Regions from separate parts of the Mus musculus genome. Here region 2 is linked to region 1. Evidence: chromatin contacts called from public promoter capture Hi-C data. All regions are on one chromosome and are shown on one strand. Each heading gives the region's core, a stretch centred on a gene start, on an enhancer-like site or on the middle of the called end of the contact. The rest is flanking DNA. Distances are from core to core; before and after follow the strand shown.

Region 1 (5,966 bases), core at 1,265-3,764:
GAGTGTATCGTCAGATACTCTAGTACTGCCTAGCATAGCATTATGAGTTACGTGTTTGAGCTTAAGCAGATACACTGAGTTCAGTCCAGAAACCTGTCAGGAGAGGCACCTTGCCCCGGCTGTAAAACACCTGTTTATCCAGTGTTTGTACATGGAAGAAGTTGAGAAACTTAAGGCAGACATGACTGAACAAGGCAAGGGGTTGGTTCCTGCAGTATGAAAGGAGAGTTGGCTGCTATTAAGGCTTGGCACACGCCATCCACAATATGGCGTGTGCTTATGAGTGCCTGGCTTCCCTTATGAAGCATTGGCCTCTGCCTCACCCATCTGCACTTATACAGAGTTTTCCTAACTGTAACTATGGACTCCCAGACTTCCCTCAGGAAACAAGAATATCACAGTTCCATCACCCTTCTGGTTTCAGTAGAGCGACTGCCAGTTTCAAAGCTGCTTCTCTTGACCTGACATAGCAAGGCCATGGGATAGGTTCAGAGGTGTGAGGAGCCTGGCGATGAGAACTTCCCTAGCATGCACACAGCCCTGGACCCCACCCCCAGCATGACAGAATGAAAGCTCACTTGTGAAGAGATTTCTAAAGAGAAAACATGAATTGAGTATATATGTTGATAGCATGTTTCTTTTTTGAAACGGTATTTTTAGATTTACATGCAATCATACTCATTTTGATGCACAGATCTCTGAGAGTGACAGTTGCTTAAGAGACGTGTGAGCAACGCCACAGTCAAGAGACACAGCTCTCTGTTCCATCCCCAATGACTTCCCTAGGGCTTCCACTTTCCCCGTCTGCCATCAGACTGTGTTCTCTAACCCTCTGCCACTGCTGTTTTTTCCACATCATATAAAAGGGAACATAGAGTTTTTGACAACTGGCTTCTTTCACTTAGCATAATGCCTTTGGCTTTCATTCACAGAGTTGCAAATATGCATGGCACATTTGACTTTTTTGCAGCCAAGTGTTGCACCGCACCAGTGTGTCACAGCTATCCATTCACCAGTTGAAGGATATGGCTGTGAATAAATGAGCTACAAATATTTGTGTGTGATTTTTATATGAAAATAAGTGCCTCCCTTTTTCTATAACTGGAGCTGTTGGGTCATTTACCAAGTGTGTGTTTAACTTATTAACAGTGCTTGCCCGCACCCCTGAGTGGCTGTGCCCCTTGCAGCCTCCAGTGATGTGTAAATGATTTAATCTTGCTGCGTCTGCTCCAGCATTCGGTGTGGTTGCTGCTTTATCCTCCTGCAGCCATGCAATCAGGATCGTTGGCACAAAACAGTATTATGTTATAGTTTTAACTTGTATTGTTCTAACTGTAACAACTAGTCATTATTTGATGTTGAGACCGTTACCTCTACATCCAGATGTTTGACATAGTGATGATTTTATTTCAGAGATGATACATGCTTGTTATTAAAAATAAAAACGATAACGGATTGTGAAGATTGGTGACACATGCCTTTAATTTCAGCACTGGGGAAACTGAGGCCCAAGAATTAAGAGTTTGAGTCCAGCGTGGGATGAAAGTGAGTTCGTGATGGCCCAGGAGACACTTTCTTGAAATTGAAAAGTCATAATTTGACAATTCCATGTTCCAAAATAATAACAATAGTACTTCTAGTATAAACTAGTAAAATTTGGGGTAAAATCTACTAGTATGGTTTAGTAATCTTAATCTTAGACCTCTGTGTTTGCTTGACTTGAAATAAAGGGAAAATGCCATCATGCTTTAAAAGTTCCTTTTATGCAGAGATAAGCACAGTTAATTGTACATTTGTTGTAAAAGATGAAATTACATATTTCATGCTTTGAGCATGTAGCAGTTATTTTAGTAACATATGATTAATTGAATTCTGCAGAGACATGAAACAAGGTCTAGTTGACTTCATGGTGATGCCTGAGGAAACTGAGTCTGGATAGTTGCAGTACCATAAGGGTGAGCAAGACGACCAAGAAATGCATGATGCTGTGTTGTTGCTTCCCTAGGCTTTCCCACATTAAGTAAGCTGATTCCAATGTGGAGCCACAATAATCTCATTAAAAGGCAATTCTTACTGCATCAGTCACTCCCACTAGCTTGTATAATATCCTCTGGGAAGCTCAAGTCCCACCAGTGTCCTCTTTTTTATTTATTTGATTTATGTCTAGTGACTTAACCTCAGACCCTGGTGTTTACTTAACTTGAAAGAAATAAAGGGAAGATCCAGTCATGCTTAGTGTTCCTTTCAGCCATAGATAGGCACACTTAGTCCTAGAAGGGCTACAGAGATGTAGAAAGAAGATGGACATTCTCTCCCTCTCCCCTTCCCCCCTCCCCCCTCCCCCTCCCCCTCTCTCCCCCAAGAGTATTTAATGTTTTGGTTGTCTAAGCAAATCTCTTGCAGCTGCAGCTGTTCAGTTCTCTGTTCGTGCCAAGGACCCTTTGTTTATAGTAAGTGCACCCAAGGAATTCTTCTTACACAAGTTGCACTACTTAAGCTTTTTTGCAAGTCTCAGACTTTATCACATCCACAGGGAAGCAGAGCCAGGCTCTTCTTTCTCAACATTCTTTCTGGTCAGAGCAGAATGAAGAGGATTTGATTTCGTGCACAGCAATTCTCAACCTAAGCCTGCTTGTGGTTTCCTCGGGCCTGTTTCTGAACGCACCCAACCCCATGCTGGATGAGGACCCTCAGAGGGGCCTGGGCAATGATGTTTAGTCCATCTGTTGAAGCTTTAAAGTCAGGAGAAATAAAAAAGCCAAAGAAACAGGAGAAATAACTGCAAAGACTGCAGAGGGACAGGAGGAGTGCCAGGCTCATGAGCCACTCAGGACCTCTCAGCACTGTGGGAACAACTAGTTGACACATTTACTCCCCCACCCTTGTTTTTGAACAAACAAACAAAGTCTTGCTATATAGCCTGGGCTAGCCTCAAACTCTTTATCTCCCATCTTTAGCCTCTCAAGTTCTGTGGCTAGAGGAATGCATCACCACACCTCTATTGTAGACCACAGGCATGCCTTTCCTTCCTTGTCTTTTCTTAGTGTGTGGGGTAAGTATGGGGCTGTGTGTGACTGTATGTGTGCCTGCCTGCCACCTCTCTCTCCTGGGAAAGGATCTCTCACTGGCCTAGAGTTCATAGCCTTGCTGGCTGCCAGTGAGTCTATCTTTTCAGTACTGGAATTTCAATCACAGGCCAGCACACCTGTTTGCCACTCTCCCTCCCTCCCTCCCTCCCTCCCTCCCTCCCTCCCTCCCTCCCTCCCTCCCTCCCTCCCTCTTTTCCTTTCTTTTTCTTATCTCTCTAGCCCCTAGACATACTTTTGTTTGTTTGTTTGTTTTTCTTTTTCTTTCTTCCTTTTTTTTTTTTTTTTTTTGGTTTTTCCAGACAGGGTTTCTCTGTGTAGTCCTGGCAGTCCTGGAACTCACTCTGTAGATCAGGCTGGCCTCGAATTCAGAAATCTGTCTGCCTCCCAAGTGCTGGGATTAAAGGCATGTGCCACCACTGCCTGGCTCCTAGACATGCTTTTAAGGCCCATGAATTTTGTTTAAAAATTAGTTATAGGGTCTGGGGAGGTGGCTCAGCAGAGAAGAACACTTGTGGTTTTAGAACCATCCCCAACTCCAGTTTCTGTGAACCAGACTCCCCCTTCTGGGCTCCCACAGGCCCCTGGCACACATGTATGCACATACAGGCAAAATATACACATAAAATGAGATAAATAAATCTAAAAATACTTTTCAAAAATTGATTATCACAAGCTGGATATGCTGGTGCATGCTTTTAATCCCAGCAGTCAGGAGGCAGAGGCAGAGGCAGAGGCAGAGGCAGAGGCAGAGGCAGAGGCAGAGGCAGAGGCAGAGGCAGAGGCAGAGGCAGAGGCAGAGGCAGAGGCAGAGGCAGAGGCAGAGGCAGAGGCAGAGGCAGAGGCAGAGGCAGAGGCAGAGGCAGAGGCAGAGGCAGAGGCAGAGGAGGCAGAGGCAGAGGGATTTCTGTGAGTTTGAGGTCAGTGTGGTCTACATAGTGAATTCCAGGACAGCCAGGGCTACATAGTGAAGCCTTGTCTCAAAATTAATTAATTTAAAAAAATTGTTATCTTTTTTTTGACCAAAGACTCAAAATGGCATTGTTTCAGAGATGAAGCTTCTGGTAGCAGACTGTGGACTCAATTCTAGACATCTGTTTCTCCATCAGAACTGCCTTATTAAAATGTCTAAAATTTTGTTTGATTTTGAGTTTTGGTTAGGTTTTGATTTTGGTTTGGCTTTTAATGAGATAGGGTTTCTCTATGTAGCCCTAACTATCCTGGAACTCTATAGACCATGATGGCCTCAAACTCTGAGATCTGCCTGACTCTGCCTCCCAAGTGCTGGGGTTAAAGTTGTACATCATCACACCCATGGAAAGTTCAGATTTAAAAAAATGTAAACACAGCCAATATCTTGATGTTTACAATGTCTGCTATCACCAGTTCAGGTAACCAACGTTTGGTATCATATAGGGAAAATAACATCTGTCCCATAGCACTTGTGTAAAACTGCTTCTTGCCAGTCTTCATTAACTTCTCAATGCCTTCTCTAAAGGTCACCTGCAAGGTGCAAGAGTCTGGTCTAGCCTTAGTCTAGACACACTTCACTTGTATTCTGTGTGATCTTCACCAAACCATTTAAATTCTCCAGACCTCTAAATTAATTTTTAAGGAAGTAAGGAAAACAGTAGTGTCTCCTTGAAATGGTTATGGGCAAGTTGAGTTAGAAACACCGTGTAAACCTCCAGGGTAGTGCCTGGCTGGGTTCCTCCAATGGTTGTTCTGGGATGGACCTCTGTGGGAATGACTGCTGGAGAACAGAGGGTCAGGTGACAAAACAAGTGTGCTAGGCTCCTCAGGGTATTTGATGGCATTAGTACATACAAGGCGATCTTGGTGAGCTGACGATGACAACTGATGCCAGAAAGAATAGATGTGGTAGATTTCTTAACAAGTTTGTTCAGTGCAATCAAGTTGGCAGCTTGCGACTAGCCATGGTGGGGATATTTATATCATGAGAACCACAAACACTATGAAACAGCGTCTTTTCCCTACCAGAACCCCAGGTGGTAAACCCGTAGCAGATCACACTGGCAGGCTGGAAGCAGACACCTACACTGGCATCCCAGCTCCGTGCCTCATCAGCTCTTAAATCTAAAACCAAAACTTCTTGAGCTGGCGCTCACCCAGTGTTTAGCAACAATAAAAGATATGTGTCGTGCTGGCAAGAGTAAGGAGTACCCAGCAAAGCGCCTGGGCTCAGAGCTAAGACTGTTGTGTGCTTTGAACTACAGAGCTTTTCCTATAGTTCTCTGCTTTCCTAGCAACACAGTCGTCTCACTTCAGAAGACAAAGACTTCCAGTGTTATCTGACCATTATGCCTCTCAGCATGTAAATGTCAAATCCATACAGCTCTGGGTTTCATTATGTTGAAATGTTTGGCTTCAAAAATTGCTCTTTGAATTGCTGACTTAACTTTCCTAAGAACAAACACGTAATGAATTTCCAACAATTTCTGAAATTGCTGTCAATATACCTTTGTCACTGTCTGCTAAGTATTTATTTATTCTTAGAATTATAAAGTCAAAATCAATCAATTCTAAAATGTAGAAATAATGAAAAATACTGTCCCACAATATTAAATATTTACCTAAGATTTAATTTTTTACGTATAAATAAATAAGCATATTTCATTAGCATGCAAATTTGTTTTTCTTTAATAAATGATGAAAATACCAAAGCATTACTTTAAAATGAATTATGATTCATTATCAGTAAATAGTTGATGTGTATGACTATTTTATATACCTGTATGTCCAGATTCATGTAAAAATTTCTCAAATGAAAAGGGTTGTAAGAGGAAAAGTTTAAGAATCCCTGCTTTTGGACTGGAGAGATGGCTCAGTGGTTAAGAGCACTTACTGCTCTTCCAGAGG
Region 2 (5,966 bases), core at 2,407-4,906, 340 kb before region 1:
AGAGAGAGAGAGAGGGAGAGAGAGAGAGAGAGAGAGAATATAGGAGCTGCAGAGATGGCTCAGCATTTAAGAGTACATATCACTTTTGTAGAGCATACACGTTCAGTTTCCAGCACATACAACAGGTAGCTTACGATGGCATATAACTTCAGCTCTGAGCTCTGAGGGATCTGGAGATTCTGGTCTCTGTAGACACACACACACACACACACACACACACACACACAGAAAACACACCCTGATCCAATAGCACACACATAGTTAAAAATAAAAATATGGGCTGGTGAGATGGCTCAGTGGGTAAGAGCGCCCGACTGCTCTTTCAAAGGTCTGGAGTTCAAATCCCAACAACCACATGGTGGCTCACAACCATCCGTAACAAGATCTGATGCCCTCTTCTGGTGTGTCTGAAGACAGCTACAGTGTACTTACATATAATACATAAATAAATCTTTTAAAAAAATAAAAATAAAAATATACCTAAAATCAAAAGATGGAGAAGTCCACAGAGTATAATGGTATGGCCCAGAGTGAGTATATAACTGTAGCCCACACTCAAAACATAACACAAGGCCATAGGGCACATGTGTATATTATTATTTATAATTACACATACACACATATGCATACTGAGATATATAATTTTGTATGTACAAAGTATAAAAAAATTAATTCAGCCTTTCTTGGCTTACTCCAAAGCATTAAGTTTTGTGGCAGATAACAGACATTTATATATTCTTTGTAGTTCATTCTGATAAAAGTAGACTCTCTTTCAACTTGAATGTGCCCTTTTGACACTGGATATAGGATTGCATTAAGTTTTTCTTTTTTTTGAAACTACATTTTTATCTTTTATTTAAAAGATAGTGACAAGAAAGATATCTGTAGAAGTTCTCTATGGGCACAAACATAAATATACTTATATACATATATACTATATATACATATATAATGTACATTATATACTGTATATAGTACATATACACAGTATATATACTATATTTATACACATATATACATATATGCACACATATATGTATTATAGTATACATAATTCACACACAATTTTTTTTAGGCTCAGGCTTTAAGAGACTATCACTTTCTCTGCTTAAATGGGTTTTTAATCTTGGAACTACTAGTATATTGGAAAGGTTTATGAGTGTTTGCCTATATGTATATACATGCACAATATGTATGCCTGGTGCCTGAGGTCAGAAAAGGATGCTGGATCCTCTACAAGTGGAATTATGGATGGTTATCTATGACCATGTAGGTGTTGGGAATCAAACCCAGGTCCTTTGGAAGAGCAACAAGTGTTATAAACCTCTGAGTCATCTCTCCAGCCCTCCAGGAAACAATTATTTACTCTCCCCCAGGGCTTATTTTTAAAGATTCATTTTTATTTTTAATTCTGTGTCTGTGTATATGCATGGGTACCTGAGGAGGCAAGAGGAGGGCACTGGATTTCCGGGAGCTGGGATTCCAGGTGGCTGTGAGCAGCCTGGTGTGGGTGCTGAGATTCAGGCTCCAGACCTCAACAAAAGCAGCACATTTGCTCTTAACCCCTGAGCCACCTCTTGAGCTCTCTATCCTGCAGTTTCATCTGAAGAGGAAATGAAGTTGGCTTGGCGGGATTTGTTCTTCATGATCCTTTCATCTTTTCTGGTATCTCATCTTTCAACCTCTTCCAAAAAGGACTTAAGTTTACAAAGTACCAAAACAAATTTATAAGAAGAAAGCACAGCAAATAGAAAATGGGTCAGCAAATCAAGACAGAAGATGTCAGCACTTGCCTGGAAAGTCCCGGTTTGCCTCAGCTGATCCTTTTCCCACCCTTCCCTACCCATTCTGTGATCCTTCACGGGCAACCTTGGCTCATCCTGTTATTCCAGCTCCAGGTGCTGGCAAGATGGCCTCTGAATCATCCCTATTGGTTCACTTAGTTCTGCCAGGCCTCCTCTCTTACCCTTCTGAAGGCACCGCATTTACCAGGGACACTGATCACCACAGGCCACAGATGGCCATGCATTATTTCTATGCGCCTTCCCTGTGTGCTCTAAGGTTTTAGTGTTGTCGGGTGACAAATGCAATGAACAAAAAGGATTTGCAGTCTCTAAGGGGAAACAGGCCTATGACTGATGAGAAAGAGATTTTCATAGCTTCTCAACATGACACTGCCATAGAAACTCCACTTTGGGAGTAGGAGAAATGGCTCAGCAGTTAAGAATGCTTCCCCAGCTACTGCCTGGAACTCCAGCTCCAGGGGACTCAACACCCTCTTCTGGTTTCCACAAGCAACTGCACTGACATACAGACCACACACACACACACACACACATTACACAAAAGAACAAACCAAAAAAAAAAAAAAAACCCAAAACCCAAAACAAAAAACCCAAAACAACAAAAAAATCTTTCCAATTAGAATGTAGAAAGCAAAGGTCTTTATTTCATTTGTGATCCCTGCCTCCTGCTCTCAATCCTTAATGTTTGGTGCCGAACTCAACACATAGCCCTAGACAAACATTTGTTAAATGAATATTTTCTAGCTTTTTGACTCGAACTCAGTAGTATCCAACAAGTATTTGAGACTCAATTCTGCAAGTGCTACTTAGCTAAATCCTTGGTACTTAGCTTGGAGCTTTAAAAATCTGTAAAACTGTAAGATCTAAAATTTTAATTTTTGGGTAAATACTAATTGCAAGAAAGGATAAGAACACCCAGAGTTCTAGAAATGTTCTTTACTGGATGGTAGTTACACACTATAGTTACGATTTATAGATTTTATATATTTTTAGTATGTTTTGGTCATATGCATTCTCCTCCTCTAACTCCTCCAACATTGACCCCTCTCGCACCTTGTCCTCTTTTTCACTTTTTAAGAAGTCCACAAATTCCCATTCATGGGTATGGAGCAATCCACCAGGATCTACCAGGGCTTACATGAAACTGACTCTCTACCCCGCCCGAAATCATCACCCATAAGTAGCTCCCCAGTTAGGAGTGGGGGCTTGCGAAGGTTGGGTCGTTTGGTTTTGTGCAGGCAAACACGCTGCTGGGAGTTCAAGAGTGGCCCTGTGATGGCCATAAGACAGTTTCAGTCTGGCTTCCTCCTATCCTTAGCTTTTAAAGTCTTTTGACAACCCCCCCCCCCAGGTTTGTGTATTTAAGTTTTTCCTCAGTAAGTTCGTTTGTTTTACATTTCTTGTCTAGTCAATGCATCTTTCTAGTGTAGCAAGCAAACTAAATGCTAAGAAAATGGAGGTGTGAACACCTTCAGCGAGACTGATAGACTGCAGTAAGAGTTAGAAGGTAGGACGCATCCTGCCTTTCTGACACGGGAAACTTCCCAGAGATCACAGGTCTCCTCCCGCGTCCCGAGACGCTTTTTCTGCGGTGCTGACCACTGGCTTCCCCGCATGCGTTCTTCCCTGAACCTGAGGTGAGGAGCAAACACGTCAGAACTGAGTTCTGCGGCCCGGGCAAGAGCCGGAACATCTGACGGTTCTCATACTTTAAACGCAACCTTTTAGCCGGAGGAGATGGGACACTCAGTTCACTCTCCTCTCGAGAACCGAGGACCGCTCCAGGTACAGGAGGGTCACCAGACGTCACAAAGCCTTGGAAAATTCCGACCCGGGCTCATGCAACGCGCAGGCGCAACAGAGGGCCACGTGCGCAGGCGCACGGCGGCCGAGGACAGGCCTGGACACACACCGGCGAGCGGGCGGCTGCGCACCATGGAACAGCGGTTAGCCGAGTTCCGGGAGGCCCGCAAACGGGCCAGTCTGGTAGCCCAGCCTTCCACGTCCAGTCAGAGCGTACAGACCTCGGGAGCGAAGGCGGAGCCAGCGGCGGCGACCCCAAAGACAGCCACGGGCTGGCTGACACGCTTCCTGAAACGGAAAGCCAACCCCGCCATCGCTCAGGCTCAGCCCAACCAGCCTCAGGTGAGGAGAGAGGCCTGCACCTTGAAGCTCCGCCTCCGCGCGGGGGCCACGCCCCTGCCTGCCCAAGCCACACCCAGGATATCTGGCTCTTCCTTGTCCTGTGCGCTCTCTCCTCGCCTGCCTCGTGGCTGGACACCGCATTTCCGCTCTGTGTATCAGCACATGATACGTGGCCTTGACGTTTTCCATCCCAGACAATCCTATGCAGCAACTAGTTGAAAACAAAGCGAAGCTCTAGGGAGCTTGAAGAAACATCTCTGCTCTCCAGTTGTTCACTGCGAGTTAATGACAGAGATTCGTGGCTTTGAGAAACTGATAAGTTATTTCTCCACTGGTGAAGTAAGCCAATTCAAGCCAGATTAGTATATATATAGGTTTATCGGGAAGCTGCTTTTGTGCCGATGAGTTCACTGGCCCTAGGAAGGAGGCCAGGGAAGTCGCCATGAGAAGGGAGACAGAGGGGAGGGAGAAGAGAAAGAGAGAAGGAAAAGGAAGAAGAGGAAGAGAGAAAACCAACCAAACAAAAAAAAGTCTGGGTTATATAGTAAAGAGCCTGTGGGCTGGAAAGTTCAGGGTTGGGGGTAGGGTATGCTAGGTAGGGACTGAGAGATGCTTGGAGAACCTGGAGGCCAGGTCTGCTTGGTGTGTAAAATATACACCTCAGCACCTTGTCCTGGGGTCTGAAACCACTGAGCTGCATCCACTGCTAGTGAGGGGGTAAAGGCCTTACTGGTTATGGCTCAGAGGTGGCAGTAATTAAGGCTGCACTTTATTCACACCTTGGGTAGAGGAAGCCAGTGTCTCGGGTAGCTTGTACTTTAGAAATGGGATTTGGACCAGGAAACAAAAAGAGGTTTGAGACTATGGCCATACTGTTCTGAATGCAGCTTGATTTCTGAAGCTAAGCAAGGTCTGGCCTGTGCAAAACGGGGTTTGACTATGGAAGTGTGGCCACTGTAACTGCCTAGAGTGATGTGCATGGGCTTATAGGCCCCTCTTGGACTAGAGAAGGGTATTCAAGTTCAACTGTGAGTGATCTAGGTAGAAATAATTTGGACAAGTATGATAGCCCATTCGAATCTCATTGTGGCTTCATATAGTTCCACACAGGAGTATCCTGGCAAAGGTACTTGCCTGTGAGGTTGGAATCCCTGGGTGGAAATATGAAACACTCCAAGGAGGAAATTTGTGTCCTGGTTTGGTTTTTGTTATTTTGATAAACACCATAACCAAAGCCATGTGGGGAGGAAGGGGCTTATTTTAGCTTACAGGCCATGGACTTGCCTACTGGCACTCTCATTTCTCAATTGAGATTCCCTCTTCCCAGAAGACTCTAGTTTGGGTCAAATTGACAAGAAATGAACCAGCACACTACGCTTTTCAGCAGTCACAGGGCCTTAGTTTCTTGTAACCATAACAAGAGCCAAATACATACATAGGGCTGGGTCTGTAAGAAGTCAAATGAGGAAAACAGAGAATAGACCCAGTCTGACCTCTACACAAAGCAGACTTTTATTGCTCTGAGAGGCTGGCACACCCAAACCCTGCTGATCAGTACCTGAGGGTACAGGAGAACGTGCCATGTAGGATCAGGGACTGGGAGAGCATGGCTTTGCCAGACCCAGAAACTGCTTTTCTGGGTAAACTGCTTTTTGAAATAAGTGTGGGGGATGAATCTGTTTGTTTAACCTCTGGGCAGCAGGTGAAAGATAAGTCAGTTTGCCTTTTTTGGTTTACCTCCAGAGTTCCAGTACATGTTAATGGGGGTGGACTGCTTTCTGGAGAATATGGGTGGCAGGCATTTTGGAGTCTTTGCCCTGTTTTATGGCCTTGTCTAGGGGTGGGGATTTCCTTAGTAAGGAAGGACTGTAATCCTAGCTCCTTAGGAGGCTATGGCAGGGGATTGTGAATTCAAGGCTCGACTTTGACCCTGTTTCAAAATTTAAAAGAAAGTTTTAAGAGCTGGAGTCGTAGATCAGGGCCAGAGTTGTTCTTTTGCATGTATGATGTACTGGG

What was found. Promoter capture Hi-C pulls out the DNA fragments that hold promoters and counts their contacts.
Region 2: a contact with region 1 is called in a promoter capture Hi-C map of cranial neural crest. The contact joins the promoter of Saysd1 here to the enhancer-like site in region 1. A contact is called at or near these places in 11 of 39 promoter capture datasets (the HPC-7 cell line, cranial neural crest, embryonic stem cells and 6 more), 12 of 115 datasets of contacts at active chromatin or transcription factors (bone marrow-derived dendritic cells, embryonic hindbrain, embryonic limb bud and 7 more) and 3 of 9 other capture datasets (adipose tissue, embryonic stem cells and liver).

The regions. Positions count from the first base shown.
Region 1 is chr14:19,734,834-19,740,799 of GRCm38.p6, reverse strand. The region is part of intron 3 of Gm29899 (a long non-coding RNA gene); the gene reads right to left. Among named protein-coding and RNA genes, the nearest start is that of Nid2, 13 kb to the left of the region's middle. Within about 2 kb of position 2,514, at least 61 of the 459 cell types and tissues checked have an H3K27ac peak or open chromatin away from gene starts, as enhancers often do. A contact at or near this core is called in stem cell-derived neural progenitor cells, where this site is marked.
Region 2 is chr14:20,080,862-20,086,827 of GRCm38.p6, reverse strand. It overlaps Saysd1 (SAYSVFN motif domain containing 1), which reads left to right and starts at 3,656. Exons shown (of 2, transcript NM_026209.1): 1 at 3,656-3,950. The coding sequence starts at 3,741.